2 separate regions of the Scleropages formosus genome follow, and region 1 is linked to region 2. A link is a contact called in public Hi-C data. All regions are on one chromosome and are shown on one strand. The core of a region is the stretch at or near the end of the contact, and the rest is flanking DNA. Distances in the headings are between cores, read along the strand shown.

The links. A called contact is a pair of places that touch in the nucleus more often than the background predicts.
Region 1: a Hi-C map of muscle shows a contact between it and region 2, with 3 times the contacts expected there. The contact joins the promoter of LOC108938612 here to the promoter of LOC108938442 in region 2. A contact is called at or near these places in 2 of 2 Hi-C or Micro-C datasets (both in muscle).

The regions. Positions count from the first base shown.
Region 1 is chr17:10,585,403-10,588,102 of fSclFor1.1, reverse strand. LOC108938612 (guanine nucleotide exchange factor VAV2-like) reads left to right here and starts at 1,270. Exons shown (of 28, transcript XM_018759357.2): 1 at 1,270-2,700.
Region 2 is chr17:10,385,285-10,387,984 of fSclFor1.1, reverse strand. It overlaps LOC108938442 (xenotropic and polytropic retrovirus receptor 1 homolog), which reads left to right and starts at 1,366. Exons shown (of 14, transcript XM_018758998.2): 1 at 1,366-1,408; 2 at 2,269-2,361; 3 at 2,528-2,700. The coding sequence starts at 1,366.

The sequences.
Region 1 (2,700 bases), core at 21-2,520, 200 kb before region 2:
TTCCAGGTGAGAAATTTAGGCTGCCCGTTCTAGAGTTTTAGACAGATAGAGGAGGAGTGAGATTGACCTGTAGTTTTGGACTGAGTTAGGATCCAGAGAGGGTTTCTTTACCAGAGGTGAAATGAGAGCAGTTTTGAAGGCAGATGGAAAGGAGCCAGAGGTGAGCGAGGAGTTGATGATCTTGGAGATGAAGTTGGGGAGTTGCGGGGAGATGGTCTGAAGGAGTGTCGATGGGATCGGATCTAGCGAGCAGGTGGTGGCTCTGTGTGATATCAGGAGGTCGGAGATTTCATATTCTGAGAGTGGCTTGGATTTGGAAAGCATGTCCTTGCAGAGAAGTCCAGCGTGAACAGGGCAGGGTGATGCTGAGAACTTGTCAGTGATTGCGTTGACTTCGTCTCTGAAAAACAAAGCAAAGTTATCAGCAATGAGAGAAGAGGGAGGAGGAGGTGGCAAACAGACTGTGTGGTTTTTGTTGCAGACTGTATTTTGTTGTGGAAGAAGGTGTTGTGTGTTTTTTTTTTTTTTTTTTAGCTGAAGAGACAGCAGAGTGAAAAGTAGCTAAGGGTTGTTTGTAGACATCCAGGTCTATGCGAGTCTTGGATTTTCGTCATCTTCGCTCTGCAGCCCAGAGTTTAGTCCTGTTAGTATGTAATGTATGTCACCCATGGGGTGGCACTGGGGCATGCTGGTCTGGAAGTTAGGGGACAGAGAGAGTTAAGGAAGGAAGACAGGGCAGAGAGCAAAATGTTAGTAGCATCGTCTGTTGATAGATCTGAGAACTGTACAGCAGAAGGGAGAGCGTGGCAGAGGCGAAACAGGAAGGCAGGAGAGATTTTAATTGAACACAGGTCTATGTGCTTTTCAGTTGCTCAGGTATGACATGCTGATCCATATTTATATTTTACTTTATTTGGCATGTTCTGGGGGGCACGGTGGCACAGTGGGTTGGAGCTGGTCCTGCTCTCCAGTGGGTCTGGGGTTCAAGTCCCACTTGGGGTGCCTTGTGATGGACTGGCATCCTGTCCTGGGTGTGTCCCCTCCCCCTCCAGCCTTATGCCCTGTGTTGCCGGGTTAGGCTCCGGTTCCTCGCGACCCCGTATGGGACAAGCGGTTCAGAAAGTGTGTGTGTGTCATGTTCTGAGATGATATACCCCATGCATTAGTAGGCTATACGCAGCAGATTTGGGAGAAGAGCAGCGTCGTGCAGCGGGAGCCCTACAATAGTATACAGGAACAGCCTTTATTGTAGCACCACGAGGTGGCGACATTTCACAGGATATGTTTGTGATCTGGAAACTTTTAACATGAAGAGGTTACGAAGGTTCACAGTATAGAAAAGGGTTTGTTTCTGATAAGTAGCGATGCGCTTGCTTACTTAAACGTCTATCCCTGGTAATACAATTATTTTAAAAGCAGTGCCATAAAGCCTATGAGATGCGATTTGTTTTTTGATGAGGTTCAATGAAATTATAATTAATTCTCAGGAATTTGGTATGACCTTTTTAAGTGACGCACGTAGCGCCTAAAAAAAGAGTAACAACACACAAGGAATGATTATCGAAACAGTTTACATTTGTAATATTTAACAGTACGCACCACTTGTTCCACTAACAAGTGTCCATGTGAAATGGGTTAAAGAGGAATTGTTGCTAGGCCTCTTTACGAGCTGGAAAAGCGATGGAAAGCTGAAGGTCCTCCCGGGCATGAATGCTATTGATAGCGAGGCGCGCGAACAGCACCACGAGCCGTTCCCTCCCACAGGCTCTGACACGTGTGCGCGCTGGGCCGCACCTCCGTTCACATCCTCTCAGCCTACCGCCCCTCCCGCTCGTGAAGCGCGTTCACGTTTCCCGCAAAGACCGCGCGACCGGGCTCCGAGTCGACGAGTTCGGCTCTCTAACTCCGGGGAGACGGAGTGTTGCTGTGCTGGGAGGAGGAAACGAGAATAATAATCTTAAAGATAATACACTAGACTAGTAGTGGATTTACTGAGGGGTCTTAATTGCTTCGGCCTTTTACTTTGACTAAACTTGAGCACATTCTTATTATGGAACGTAAGACTTCACAGCCTTTTAAGTCAGGAAGGATGATATAAAACGCGGTGAAGTCGGCGGAGTGAAGCGTTTTTTTCCTTCCAAGTTGGGATGAGATGTTTGAGAACAGAACTTGTGCGGTGAGGAGTAACAACACGTGTGTGCTGGAGGAGAAGGAGGAGATACCCATTTTTGTTCCCGGAGCCTGAAGTGACCGGCGGTGCTGTTACCCCTGTTATACATGAGCGCACGCGCTTGTCAGCTCGCGCCGCAGTTCTGCTGTAGGACCCTTGTTTTCCCACCGCGAACCTTGAGAAGTGGACGGTCGGGTCGGTGTTTTCGCCTGGCGGGAGTGTTGTGGTGTGTGTGTATGTGACAGCCGCGCTCGGCCGCGTGTCCGAATCACAGCTCGTCCCGCTTCATTGTCCGACGGCGGAGCAGCGTCCCGCGGGAAACCCCCCACAGGCAGCCCGCCTCGAGGCGCGACGTGCGTCGGCAACTCTCCCGCCGAATGTGTAAAACCAGCCGGGAAATTATCTGGTAGAGCGGAGGAACAGGCGCTGCAGAACTTCGTCGAGGCTTAACTGTGTCCAGCAGAAACAAAAAGGAGGGGAAAGACTTAACTTCACCTTAAATAAAAAGAGGACTACAAGTTGACGCTTTT
Region 2 (2,700 bases), core at 117-2,616:
TTAGTCTTCCAATTGCTGTTTGACTCCTTAAATTATTTAGGGGTTTGTGATTCTTTGTGTGCACACAGTATGACGGCCATCGTGTCCTCATTCTCTCGCTCTTGTTCATTGCCTCCCTCCTCCCCCTCCTCATTTGGCTCCCCTCTTTGAGAGACACTCAGGTGTGGCCAGACCTGCCATAGCACCGTAAGAGAGGGACGAGAGGGCAGCCTGCATTTCCTGACCTGGGTTTCCAGCAGCAGCACTCATGAGCTTCTCAGATCACCTGGAAGCGTACATGACCAAGGAATGGAAGAAGCAATATATCAGCTATTCGGTGAGCAAGCTGATCTATTTGATGGGTAACACAGAGGTCATATTAATTTGTGCATATATCTTTAATAAGCTTGGCAGGTGCTAAATGGCACCAACAAGCCTGACAACACAAAGTGGCTCAGGTGCAGGACTGTGAGTAGTAAAAAAGACATTCAAACCAAATCTCAGCAAGGGATTGATGTAAAGAAGTTAGGTGGAGACATGCTTGTTAATCGCTGGTATCTAAAAGCTATGAGTCCCATTCAAGGGCCTGTTCCAGTACCCTGAACACTCATTTCGAAGAAAATGAACAGACTGTGACAGTCTATAACACAGAATATCTGACCTTGGTTTCTGGTTTCTGTTACCAGCTCTTGGAGGCGATGCTTTGCGCTGGTGTGAGGCACAGGTCCTCCTCGGATGGGGGTAAGGTAGCACTTTTACATACTACACAGCTACTAAAAAGCTTCTATCTATCTATCTATCTATCTATCTATCTATCTATCTTCAGGTATTTTGGCTGACAGTGGGTGGGATATCAGGGCTGTATTGTATGACAATAGTACCACATACAGCTGTGTGACCTGGACAGTTACTACTTCTGGTACAGGGACTTCCTTTAACTAACAGCGATTAATTCTGCCTGAATAATTCATGGCCAAACTAAACAAAAGCAATACCTTTTATACTTGGATGGAGAAGCAAATTGTAAGAGGAGGAGTCTACCAACATGGTCTACTACCCACTTATTCAGTAAAATGTCACAAATAATACAATCCACTTGCTCATCACAAATTCTGATAAAAATAACTAGTAATTGATTATTATTATTATTATTATTTTGAAGGCACCAAGGTACGAAACACATTGAGTCAAATTTGCAATGCATGTGCAGATGAACTGCGGTAAGCGTATATTTAAAGCAACCCAAGCGAGCTCTCCCTTCACTCTACCCCTCCTACATCTCCCTGGGGTCCTGCTATGATAATGACGTGCAGTGCCCAGTGCTATTGTCTGCAATAACAATACAGAGAAAGACAGATGGATTCAGATAAACTTGCCAAGCTCGCTATGAATGCCTCCAAAACCATCATTCTTTCCCTGGTAAGGACTGGTAAGTACCTTTCTAACAATAACTCTCTCATCCCACTGGAGCAATTGTCTCTTTCTGGACTTTAAAGCAATTTAATCATCAACTTTAGAAATAAACATTCAACTTAGAAATCTTCTGTAAGGTTAAAGAAAAATGCATGATGTCCATTCTCTTTTAGGTTCTAGTTTGAGATGGTTTAAAACCTCATTTTATAACAAAAGAAAATTGTAACTTTAAAATGATGGTCCCACTTTTTTCAAACAAAGGAACATAAGGTTTATTAATTATTTAGTGATTATTATAAAACAAGCCAAGGTTCAGAGGTGATGTGGAGGTCAGGGAGTGACTCATAGATTAAATTATTAAATAGTATTTAGCTGTTGCATTTTTCCAAGGTAATTTACACTAATGGATAAAGTACCCTAAACTCCCTAAAGTCATTCACACATTTGTACAGCAGAGCACTGCAACGCTCACACACTACAGGAAATTTGGACTCGAAAAACACATCTTTGGACTGTGGGAGGAAACCCACATCAATGTGGGGAGAACATGGGGAACTTGCAAATTCCACACATACTGAGCTGAATTAAGACACACATGTACATGCACAGCCTCATAGTTCTCTTCCATTCAGAAAGTAGCCTGAAAGTATCCAGAAATTACAGTATGTTGAGAGAGCCAAATATCTGAGTCTTGATGCTGCATTTCAAACAGATGTAAATATTACCAGAGCTGTTACTGGAATGCTCTGAGATCACCATCGCTCAGTGACTTCAGTTTATTGCCTCTTGGCATTTTCACTGGGATCTCCACAGCAATTCCCTGTACCATGGATGATCATTTTCACATGATCACAGTGAGCCTGTTCTCTCTTGTAGATCACATCTGTCAAAGGAACCTGAGGTCTGTAGAGGAGGTATTCTTTCAGACATGTGACAGGGAACTTGCCAAGGTTAACCACTTCTATTCAGGTAAGAAAGAAAACATGCATAGCAGATCTAGACTTAGAGGGGCTCCTAGTCAGCGAACTGAGCTTCACTAACTGCTCTCTTCCATCTTTTGCTGTATTCCTCATCCATCCATCCATCCATCCATCAGCAACATGACGATAAAATGATTTTTGCTTTTTTCTGTTAGAGAGGCTGACCGAGGTCCAAGCAAGGCTTACTTCACTGAAGCTAGCATTAAGGACTCTCCATGAGAGCCAGAGAGCTAAGCATGGGTCCAGGACAAAGCTGAGATGGCTCCTTCAGGTCATCAGAATGGACAGTGGGCAACAGACTGAGAGGGAACTAAAAGTGGCTGTAGTC